Linked DNA regions of Rattus norvegicus: region 2 is linked to region 1. The links are chromatin contacts, called in public Hi-C maps. All regions are on one chromosome and are shown on one strand. Each heading gives the region's core, a stretch centred on a gene start, on an enhancer-like site or on the middle of the called end of the contact. The rest is flanking DNA. Distances are from core to core; before and after follow the strand shown. Region 1 overlaps LOC120097393 (a long non-coding RNA gene). Region 2 overlaps LOC103693859 (a long non-coding RNA gene).

Evidence for each region. Hi-C and Micro-C count contacts between places; a contact is called where the count stands out from the background.
Region 2: a Hi-C map of Schwann cells shows a contact between it and region 1, with 4 times the contacts expected there. The contact joins two enhancer-like sites. A contact is called at or near these places in 1 of 12 Hi-C or Micro-C datasets (Schwann cells) and 1 of 1 datasets of contacts at active chromatin or transcription factors (oligodendrocytes).

Annotation. Positions count from the first base shown.
Region 1 is chr16:687,115-693,171 of GRCr8, forward strand. The region is part of intron 1 of LOC120097393 (a long non-coding RNA gene); the gene reads right to left. LOC134482311 (a long non-coding RNA gene) reads left to right here. Exons shown (of 2, transcript XR_010058344.1): 2 at 3,125-3,902. Among named protein-coding and RNA genes, the nearest start is that of Zmiz1, 340 kb to the right of the region's middle. Within about 2 kb of position 2,632, at least 5 of the 93 cell types and tissues checked have an H3K27ac peak or open chromatin away from gene starts, as enhancers often do. A contact at or near this core is called in Schwann cells, where this site is marked.
Region 2 is chr16:943,914-949,970 of GRCr8, forward strand. LOC103693859 (a long non-coding RNA gene) reads right to left here. Exons shown (of 5, transcript XR_010058528.1): 1 at 5,583-6,057. Among named protein-coding and RNA genes, the nearest start is that of Zmiz1, 87 kb to the right of the region's middle. Within about 2 kb of position 3,703, at least 69 of the 93 cell types and tissues checked have an H3K27ac peak or open chromatin away from gene starts, as enhancers often do. A contact at or near this core is called in Schwann cells, where this site is marked.

The DNA of each region.
Region 1 (6,057 bases), core at 1,382-3,881:
AAGGCCCACACTTGCCCTGCTGCCTCTGCTGGGGTCTTCTCTCAACTGAATATTTTTTAGGTATCCTTTGGGTGGCAACAGAATCATTCGAGAAGGCTACAACTGGTCAATTTCAGTGGCGCAACCACAGAAGTGAAGTAGATAGTGCATTTTCCAATCCACCCAATAGGCTAGGTGCGTCACTCGACGATGGCTGTGTTAGTTAATTCTCGCTCAGTTTTAACCCTGTGACCTGCCTGAAGTCCCAAGGTCAGGTGGAGTTAGAACCTGAGACTTATCGGGAGACACACCCACTTACACATATGATGCAAGCAAACACACTCCCAGGGAGCCGGAGGAACAGGAGACTGCAGAGCCACAGTGACAGTCTGTCCCTGTCTCATCTGTAATGCTGACCAAGGTGTTCCCTGGATCAGTACTGGAGAGGAGTGTGAAGGCTTAACATTCTCAGCCCTCATTCATGGAGTCTGAAGTGCAGGTTAAGAGGTCTAGTGCCCTTCCTTGTTGTTCCTGTAAAAACAGTCTGCACATCTGATTCGCATAACTGTCATGGCTGTGGTCTGGCACCTGCTCCCCCAGGGAACAAGGCAGAAGCAAGCTAGCTCTTGGGGTCCAGAATTTTCTCTTCCTTCCTGACTGCTTGTTAAAAAAAAAGCCCAGCATGGAATGAATTCAGCCTGATGGTTGATGGTTTACTTTCTTTCTCTTCAGCAAACAACATCTTTCTGGACCACTGAAGAGACAGAAGTCTTGGGGAGTTTCCTAGGTTTACCAAGGCGTAATGACTCCACAGTAAAACACTTTATCATGTTGGGTCTAAACATTCAAGAAAAGTGTTATGGGGTCACTGGTAGGAAGGGAAGCTGGAAGCTGGAAGCTGGAAGGAACCAGCTTCTCTGGGACCAGAACTAGTCCTGAGTCTTGTAAGAACTTTGGGTACATGCCTCCCCTTGGGGAGCCTATTTCCATTTGTAAAGGGAAATCCAGTGTGATGGGTGAATCTTACAGAGCCACCATGCTAGTGGGAAGAGCTGAGTTTCAGCCTCAGATGCCACATAAAAGCTAGATACAATGATGCATGCCTGCAAGAGCCCAGTTCTGAAGAGGCTGACAGGAGAATCCCAGGAATTTGTTGACCACTCTGTCCAGCAGAAGCGGTGAACTACAAGTTCAGTGAGAGACCCTGCTTCAAAAATGTATGATGGGAAAGGATTGTAGAAGATTCCTAGCATTGATCTCTGGCCTCCATGTGCATGTGCACAGGCATGCACAGACACCCACACATACGCGCACACACACACACACACACACACACACATACACACATACACACACACACACTCATAAACATGAAGTGCTCTAATTCTGAAGCCTGGGTTCTTCTAAAGGATAATAAACCTCAGAGCATTTGTTCTTAATGAAATTAACACCAGGTTATACAATCAAAGTGCTTGCTGGGAGGTTGGTGCACCAGCAGGCTAGAATAGAATGTTTCTCCTGGCCTTAAGTTCAGTATGTTTCCTTAGAACTGAGACTAACACCCAACACTATAGGAAATGTCACGAATATTTGCATAGCCTACAAAGAATATTTGCATATAATTAGTTGTATAAAACAGAATGCATGTTTCTTGGGGTGGGACAAGACAACACTCCTATGTGACCCTGGTGTGCCAGGTGTTTGTCAGATAGTGCTGAGTCCTTAGCACCACAGATGCTTGGCACTTGTTGAAGGAATCTTGAACCTGAGGGCCAGAGCCGGAACTGGCTGACAGTCATACATAGGGACATCATTATTCCTGGTGCCACTGCTTTTCTCTCCTACGGCATCACAGTTTCTGGTGGAAGAGTCATGTGTGCAGTGACACCTGCAAGGTTGCTAGAATTTAGTCAGTCTTCTGTTACATGGAAGGTTTGGACAAAATGACCTCTATGATCCATTTCAACTTTGAACGGTCAAACTTAAAGCACTTATTGAAGTAGCAGTTACCCAAAACAAACTCTGAAATACAGTCTGCCCAGGATACCCAGGAAAAGCATGCTTGGATCAAATGCATTTGGAAAATATCCCTAATTGTGCTTCCAGTTAGAAACTTAACAATGCATGTTACAAACATCAAACTCTCTGGTAAGGCATACAATAGAAGCCCAAGTAATTATTTAATCTCTTTCCCAGACTTGCTGAATTGTCAACCCCTCTATTTCTCCCCACACAACACATAGAGGCATTTGTTGAGGTTACTAAAGTAACAGAATTGGCTCTAGTTTGTGGGTTCTCACCAGGCGGAGCACCAGCAGGCCTCATGAAGAATCAGGGGTCAGAAGTGGGAGCTGGAGAGGGAGCCTGATTAAGATTGATACTCACACCCAGCTTCTCCCAGAGCTCTTAGAGCTCACACGTGGTTCACTCGTGAAAAGCAAGAGGCTGGGCTCCCAGGCAAGCCCCTTCTAGAATCTCGATACTGGAGTATCTCAGTGCTTTCTTTGTGTTTGGATACAAGCCCACTTATGGAAGAACACAAAGCACAGGAGCTTTTCTGATGTAATCTTCCTTCTCCCTCCCTCCCTCCCTCACCCCCGAAAGCTGGCCAACACACTTCCCCCAAAACTGGTGAGTCACTGTTCCTGCACTTAGTTCATGCTGTTCCTCAGCTCCATCAAGTCGGTCCATTCCATGTCTGTATAGGGACCCCCTTACTCCTTCGTAGCTCCTTCCTCTGCATCACAGAGATTGTCACTTGCTCAAATTCAGCCTCCCAGATCTGGTTCTGTTGGCCATGTTGACTAATCTGCCAGTAGCTGTCATGTGCCTTTGGGTTTTTGAAATGCCTGAGCCTCCTACTGGACCACAAAAGTTCTCAAGGAAAGGGATCACACTGTGTGACTGACTAGCACCTGTCCAGTCTGGTGCTGAAGAACGTTTTGTTGAGTAAGTAAAAGAAAACATTGCTATGTGAAGTAACCTTGTGTGCCTGGGCCCTCACTGAAGTCCAGCTCCTTTGCTAGAAACTGTAATATATCTCTTCATTTAAATTTGATCTTCCTCCCATAGCCTGACATCAGCTCCCCACTGACTCCAAGCCACTAGATAAGGCCCACCTAACCTTCTCTTTCCGCTCCCACAGGCTCAGTCATGTTTCCTGCCAAAGAGAAGACCAAAAGAGGGAGATTTTGTAACCAACAAATAATTGACCTTTTGATATCAAAGGTGATTTGCTCATGAAGAAAATAGCAGTGCTAATTTCAAAATGGTAACTACCTGGTTGGAATTTGTATCTTAGTAAAGCTTCAAACCAATGCATGGATGACTTTTGAAAAGTGCAAACGGACTCTAAAATTCTATGAAGAGAATGTTCGTAACATTGCTCACTTGTATTCTCACTTCCTCCCATTTCACAGATGAAGAAACTGAGATCCGCAATGACTGTAAAGTTTGGAAGTAGAGGTGCCAAGATGTAAGCTCCGTCCTTGGTCTTTTGTTTGCCTTACTGAGCCCTAAGTTCAGGTCATCAGCTCAGGCTGCATGACTCCCCTGCAAGATCATGAGCTACTTAAAAGCAAGGACCACGACTTCTCTTTGGCAAGGCCAGTTTCTGGCCCAGTGCAATGGCACATAATAGCCCTAAATAAACATTTAAAGAGTAACTGGACGAATGAGAGAAATATCAAAAGCTGGGCATAGCAGTCAGCTCAGTATGGATCCCATGTGTGAGATGGAGTCGGAGGGTCCTGAAGGTCTCAGGAGTCACAAGTTCAAGGGTAGCCTGGGCTAGGAAGTGAGCTCTAGGTCAGCCTGGGCAACTTATTAAAACTTTCAAAATTAATAACGAAAAAGTTGTAAGAATATAGCTCAGTGCTAGAGTCCTTACCTAGCAGGTACTAGACCTTGGGAGCAATCGGAAAGAGGGAAGGAAGGAAAGAAGAGAGGGAAGGGGGGAGGGAGAAGTAAAGGGAGGGAGGAATAGACAGACAGACATGCACACAGATCAAAACACATAGAATCTAGGGATTAACATTCACTCTTTTAAGCTGAATAAACTTGCAAGAACTAATTTGTTTTACAGCAAAAGATTTGAATGTAAAAATCTAAAGATACCTTATTCAAGTTGTCTGGAAAGGAGGGCAACTGTAGTGATTTGTTATTCTTCAAATTAACATCTTGGAACAATGGTGGGAGCCATAGAAAGGCAGTTACCCTCTGCTTATCATCAGCTCAATATAAGATTACTCTGTGTGTGTGTGAGAGTGTCTGTGTGTGAGTGTGTGTGTGTGAATGTGTGTATGTGTGTGTCAGTGTATATGTATGGGTCTGAGTGTGTGTGTATGTGTATGGGTGTGAGTGTGCGTGTGTGGGGTGTGAGTGTGTATGTGAGTGTGTATGTGTGTGAGTGTGTGTGAGTGTATGTGTATGGGTGTGAGTGTGAGTGTGTGAGTATGTGTGTGTGAGTGTGTGTATGAGTGTGTGTATGTGTGTGAGTGTGTGTGTGAATGTGTGTATGTGTGTGTGTGAGTGTATGTGTATGGGTGTGAGTGTGGGGCGGGTGGGTGTGAGTGTGTGTGTGTATGAGTGTGTGAGTGTATGTATGTGTGTATGTGTGTCTGTGTGTGAGTGTATATGTATGGGTGTGAGTGTGTGTGTATGTGTGTGGGTGTAAGTGTGTGTGAGTGTGTGTATGAGTGTGTGTATGTATATGTGAGTGTGTGAGTGTATGTATGTGTGTATGTATGTGTGTCTGTGTGTGAGTGTGTGTATGTGTGTGGGTATAAGTGTGAGTGTATGTGAGTATGTGTGAGTATGTGTGTGTGAGTGTGTGTATGTGTGTGGTATGAGTGGGAGTGTGTGTGTGTCTGTGTGTCTGTGTGTGAGTGTGTTTATGTGTATGAGTGTGTGTTTATGTGTATATGAGTGTGTGTGTGTATGTGTGTGTGTGTGTATGTGTACCATTAACCAAATAACTCAAGACACTTGTGTGAAAGGGTAGATGGTGGAGAACCAGCATGACTGAACTTGAGCATACGGGAAGGACTGCTATTTTAATGCTTTTTAATATATATCTTAACCCTCTCTTAGAGGTTTTGAAAAGCAGTTTCAGTACATGTAAATTCCCTCATAATTGCAGAGTGCTAGAGTGCTTCCCAAGTGGCCTCTGTCCTTTAAAAAAAAAAAAAAAGCTTTAAGCCATTCACTGTCATGACATTTGTCACTTGCTGAATAAGCCACCATCCCTGTTTTGCCACAAAGATGATCCTTACCCAAAAACCCAGCCCTATGAAACCCACAAACTCCAGAGGGAGCAGATGCTTCAAGCTAAGTGGGCACTGCCCAGCAAAGTGGGCAAGGACTGTGAGCAGTAAGAACACTGAAGCAGAATGAGTGTCAGCATCTTGCCGGGCACAGGGCACAGGCTTTGAACCCAGAGACCACTGATGAGGCCAGGTGGGTGGGGTGACTCCAGCCACATGTGGAAGGCAGGGAGGAGAGGCAGGAAATGCACGCCTTCCCCAGGGTCCCAGGATTGTTTCGGTAATTACCCCCAGCTTCTTCAACAGCTTGTGATTTGTCCGGTGCCTGGGAACCTGTATTTGCCTCACACAATGCATAATTCATAGGGCATGGACAGCAATTATGAGCTAATTGAGGGGTGTAATGTTTAAAGAAAGGAGCCATTATGAGGCACATAAGGGAGACTGGAGTGAAGACACTCTCGAGTCCATGGAGGCTCGGTGCCCCTGATTCAGCCTTCCTCGAGATGACTCTAATTGTCTCCTGAAGGGCACTGAAGCTGGGCACAAGAGTGCTCCTGCTAGATGATGCTCAAAGGGTCCCAGAGTGACTTCCCTGCACTCGTGAGCTTGGTCTTCCATTTGTCCTGCGGACGCTGTCACCTGGTTTCATCCGATTTGAAGGATGTGATGTTTTGACCCTGACCATACTTGCAAAAGGAGAGTGAGGATCTCTTCTCGGGGGGTAGAAGATGCCAGTGAAGAATTTATGCTATTTTCACCATAAAATTACCTCTTAAAGGAGTTCCAGGAGAGATCCTTAGGTGGTACATCC
Region 2 (6,057 bases), core at 2,453-4,952, 260 kb after region 1:
TACCACACACACAACATACCATACCTTACCACATGTACACATATACCATACCACACCACACTATACCATACATGTGCACTACATACATACATACACACACACACACAAACACACACACCATCACACACACCATACCATACATCCACACTACGTACACACCACACCACACACCATACCATACACATTTACATACAATATACACATACACACAATACAGCACAATACACACCATCACACACACATACATACACACACTCCACACCACAGCCCAAACACACTCACCACACCAAACACACACACACACACATACACACATACACATGCGCTCTCTCTCTCTCTCTCTCTCTCTCTCTCTCTCTCTCTCTCTCTCTCCTGATGCCCTGTGTCCCCAGGAAGCTTCTAGAAATACAGAGAAGTTTCCAGGACTCACTGAGAAAAAAGGTTTGATCCCTACCAACTTTGAGTCTATAACATCAGAGAGCCCACCCCCACCCCCCTTCAAGGCTGCTCCTTTAGCACCTCCAAGCTCTGAGTGCAAAGTAAGTAGGCTTTCAGGAAATATCCTTGAGTCCAAAAGGTGCAGAGAATAGACACCAAAGACAGCAGAGCTGAGCGATAGATTAGGGGGAAGAGAGGCCACATCTATTGTCCCAACATCTGGGAAGCTAAGTCAGAAGGATGAAGAGTTCACGGCCAGCCTCCCATCTTGGGATGGCCTGGGAGGTACACACATACACATATGTATACACACATGTACACATGTGTTCATATGTATGAGGAGGAGGAGGAGAGACAAGGAAGGAAGGAAGGAAGGAAGGAAGGAAGGAAGGAAGGAAGGAAGGAAGGAAGGAGATCTCCCAACCTCACCTCAGGGAAACGGGAGCTGGAGAGCAGAGAGCCCCTTGGACTCTGAAAACAGGCAGATGTGACTTCAGATGCCCCATCTAGGGCTTCCTCCATAAGTCCAGAGGAGAGTCTCTTGTGTGTTTGGAGATTCTGTCATGCTCTGGTATCAAAGGGCCTTCTGCATGCCTTCTGGCTAACACACTGGGCAAGCATAGTGACTTCAATCTCATAAGATGGATATGAAGGCCAATGACCTGATTCTTCTCCATTTTTCCTTCAGGTCCCAGTCTTCAGAGGCTTTCCCTAGTCCCAGTGCTAGGCTGTCTCTTGTTAAGCCTGGAGGCGGTGGTGGCCTTTAATCCCAGCCCTCGGAAGGCAGAGGCAGATGGTTCCCTGGGTTCAAAGCCAGCCTGGTCTACAGAGTAAGGTCCAGGACAGCCAGGGATACACAGAGAAACCCTGTCCAGAAAAACAAGCTAACAAAAGACACTTTACCCTAGAGTTGATCATGCTGACATCCCAGGCTTATTCTTACTTTAGCTACCAAGGAACCCTAGCTTCAGAAAATTGATGGGATGGATGGATGGATGGATGGATGGATGGATGGATGGATGGATGGATGCAAGGCCTAGCCAGCCCCTCAAATTTCTTGTAACTCTTTATTACTGTCTTAGTTAGGGTTTTGCTGCTGTGAACAGACACCATGACCAAGGCAACTCTTTAAAGAACAACACTTAATTGGGGCTGGCTTACAGGTTCAGAGGTTCAGTTCATTATCATCAAGGTGAGAGCATGGCAGCATCCAGGCAGGCATGGTGCAGGAAAAGCTGAGAGCTCTACATCTTCATCTAGAGGCTGCTAGGAGAAGACTGGTTTCCAGGCAGCTAGGATAAGGGTCTTAAAGCCCATGCCCGCAGTGACACACCTACTCCAACAGGGCCACACCTCCTAATAGTGCCACTCCCCAGGCCATGCTTATGCAAACTGTCACTATCACCATGCAAAGAGCCTTCTCTGGACCTGGGTACAAGTGACTGATTTATTGAGGATATAATTTATGCCTGGCCCCAGGCTCCCAGTGGCCATGGGGAGCTCTCCTTTCCCTGAAGTCCATAATATCCCCCAACATCCTCCGGCCCCCCAGTCAGGCTCTAGGACTTCAGGCAGCATTGACTGGACACAGGGGCCTGGATTGTGCACAGTATGAACTGAAAGCTTGAAGCCAGGAGAGTGGCATGATTTTCCTCCCTTCATATTGGCAGGTAGAACAGCTGGGCTTCCTAATTTCTGGATTTTGTGTGTGCATGGAAAAACCAGGGCAGGGAACTAAGATGAGCCTCCTCGTGACAGCCAGAGAAGGTAAGTAGTGGGGGAGATAGTGGACAACAGGGCTGCTTTGCTCAAGCCACCCTGCTGCTTCTCGGAAGCAAGCAATGCCAAGTAGGCAGATGGCCGGCAGGTCCCCTCTGAGCCCTGGGACCCAGATGGTCATCCCGGCATTAGGGAAGGCATCACAGCAGCAGCAAGAGAGAACTTACTGCCAGCCAAATCCACTGAAGCCCCCGTTCTAGCCAGGGGCCTCCCTGTCTTCCTTTCTGCAGCCTAGCTATTACTGTGGCTGGGGGGCCCGTGGGACTGCAGAGAGGCTGAAATTGGGAAGCTACATTTCACAGTGGTCACATTCAGGAGGCCATAGGCCAGACCAGGCATAGCCTCTCAGGGAACGCCTCCTGCATTCCTACTGCTGGTCTGTCAGCAGACCAAAGAAACTGTCCTCTCCTCACTCTTACAGCCAGGCTGTGAGCCCAAGTCACCTCCGGACCTCTGCATCTCCCTCGGGGTTTCTTGGGCTCAGAAAAAGCACTAATAATAGACTCTAATACTCCTTAAGGGCCTGCCAGAGACAGCCCGGAGTTCTCAGAGCTTCGTGAGTAAAAATCAATCCCTGTAGTGGGTAAAAAAACAACCCTGAGAGGCAAGTCTGTTAAGATCCCCACTTTACAGATGAAGAAATGGAGACCCAGAAAAGAGGCAAAGATCCTAAGCCACACACCAGGAAACGAGGAAGCCAGAAGTCAGCCAGGCAGCCTGGCTCTGGAGCTCACGTTCTCAGAAGTGTCTATCTGTGCAAAGCCAATGAGTCCCATACCGCACTACATCAGGGACCCAAGACACATCACCCTGGGCTCAGGCTTGAGTGTCAAGGACTGAATTGCCTGTCACAGGTACGCAACCGCCTTGGTGGAATTGTTCAGGCAGTGGGTAAGGACAAGCCTAGGTCACCTCTGAGTCAGATGGAATAGACAAATGTCCCTGAGACCAGGCCTTGAGGTCTTAGAGGTAGTGTGGAGACCTTAGAGAAACACGACTGCTACACATTCATTCAATCACTTATTTATGAACATATATGTTCACTTGCTCACATGCACATGTGTGAGTTTGTACATATATGTCCCTGGACACAGTAGCTGTTCTGGGGAACAAAGGACATTACTAAGTCCCCACAAGCCTGGAAGCCCCCTAACTACAGGAAGTATGCCCCCTCCAACAAGTAAGTGCCTGGAGGACAGCATAAGACACTCCCTTCCCCCTTCTCAGCCTCACTTTCCCCTCTGTGTGAGGAAGGGGTTGTCTGAGGTCATCTCCAAGGTCTTGGGCTCCTTGCCACCTGGCCAGTCACCTGCAACTCTTTGTCCCCAGAGCTGGCAGGAGCTGTGACTCAGCAGCAAGAAGCAGCATAGGAGCTGCCCACTGCCCCCTCCCCCCAACACACAAAGGGCATCTTGTTACCACAGCCTGCCAGCAGGCAGGGAGGGCTGGGAGGTAAGGGGCCAGGATGCCTGTGTCAGCAGGACTGGGGGCAGGGCTCAGCTGGAGGCTCTGCCAGGGCCATTGGCTGGCTGGCCGGCCACAGGATCCACAGCAGTGGACAAGGCCTTGGGCAGGCAGGCGGGCAACCCTGAAGAGCAGTCTCAGGAAATGGCTGCCCCTCGGCTTCTGTGTGGAACCTTGTTTGCTAAGCTCCTTTTTAGGACCATTACTTTTCATCTGGATTCTAAATGAACTCTCTGCATCCAGCAGCAGCCTCAGGCCTGGAATTTCCCAGCTGTGTGGGCAGAAACCACAGCCCCGGCTCAGAGCTTACCAGATGTGAGACTGGGGCACAATCACTTTTCCAATCTGTAAAATGGGAGTGCTGAGTGGAGATGCTCAAATCACTCTTCAGTGGGGCAGGCGCCACCTCCCAGGGACGCCCCAACACTGGTCAGGACATCCTAGTACCTTCCTTGCTGCTATGGCTTTGTCACTTTCTTGCTTTCTTGCAAAGCACTTATTCCTTCTTACCTCTGTCCACTAGCCAGTAAAATGGGGATGGCTGAAAGACAGCAGAAACTAAATAGAAGATTCCTTCTGGACATTACCTGAGCCTCATATCCTGACACTGAACGAAGGACAAGCCAGGAGACATTCAGAGAGTTCGTGCTAGTAGGTAAGTCAGTCTGCAGTACTGTTCCAATGAGTGTGTGCATGGTGTGCATACATATGTACACACATGCACAAGTGGACAGGCAAGTATGCCCCCAGGCCAGTTACTTGAGCACTGAGTCCATTACTTGAGCAGAACAGGGTCCAGATCAAAGGCTCTCCAAGGCCCTTGATCTTCTTAGGACCACTGGACTCCTGTGGCTGGTTTGTGATGTCCAGCTAGCCACAGCCTTGCAGAACAAACTGGTGCCTCAGATGCTGCACGCTCCAAGCGCCGGCTGGAACTAGGGGCAAGTTGCCCCCTAAACCATGCATTATGGTCCGGAGGAGTACTACATGCACATAAATACCCCCTAGAGTTGCACTCCCAACATTTTCCATAAACGTCTATATGTTGGCGTCTCATTTGATCAGCATCTGTGGGCCTCTTATACCCCAGAGAAAGGATTCTGCATTCTGCCAGGAACATATAACTGATAGGCTTTCAAAACCTAACGTGTAATGGGATGCTGGTTAGTCTATCAGATCCTCCAAATACTACCAAGCTCCCAACAGGCTATGTCCCACTTGATGCACGACAGTGAGGCCCAAACAGGTGAGGGCCTTGAGGCCGGGGCCAAATGTGACTCACTGGCCGGGGCCAGTGAGGTCAGGAAATGAAAAAGCTAGGCACAGATTGTGTGATATGGGGTGGAGGGCCATGACCCAGAAACCTAGGCAGAGCACAACAGATGAGAAAACCAGCCAGCATGTGTGAAGACTCCCTTCTACCATCCTCCACTCCTGGGGAAGGTCCTAAGACTTCTTGGCATAGTTTCCTTTTGGGCAGTGCCCAGGTGGGGGTTAGGCCTCAGGCACCTGGCCTCTTCCTCACACGGTTGCATGAGTGACTGAGTGTGGGAAGCCCTTCCCAGGAAGGCAGACCCACCCAGGCCGAGCGGAGCTTCCTGATAGAACATCCACTGGTGTCCTGAAAGGAGGAGGCTCAGCGGTCCCAAGGGCCACATCACATAGGAAGGACTGCATTTTATTGGGTTCCCACTGCACAGGATGCAGTTCAAATTTGCCATCTATTTAGAAAATATTCACCGAATGCCCTTGAAGTACCAGGCCCTGGGCTGAGTATCGGAACCCAGGAGAAGAAAACAGGTAGTGCCTGTGGGCTCCATGTGGAGCTCACAGTCCAGTGAGGGATGAACACAAATGAGCTACAGGAAAAGGGAGGAAGATCCCACCGTGGGGACACCTACCTGGCACTGCTAACAAGGGAAGACTGCCTGAAGGAGGCAACACCGAGCAGGATCTCCTGAGGGGTGAACAGAAGCTGTGCAGATAAAGAGAAAGGGATTAATGCTGAGGGCTGAGAGATATCTGGGCAGGTGGAAGCAGGCACCCACAACTCTCACAGGAACCTTAGAACGTGGGGGCGAGCGCTCCTGAGTGACTGAGTCAACCAGAAGAAAGTGAGGCCCATCTAGCTGGGCAGCTTGCTCTGACCCTGTATCACACATGGACATCTCTAATGAGCCCTGAAGGTAAGAAGCAACCAGCAATGAAAAGGCTGAGTCTGTTTGCCTTGCAGTATGTGCATGTATGAATAAAAGGGGGTCCCCATAGTAGCCAAGACTCTTCTTTCACCAACAGCTTGAGAGGCCCCCATGTGGCTCTGACAAGATCTTCCCCAGAGCCACCGGGAGAGGGAGAACAATGGAGAGCCAGACTTCT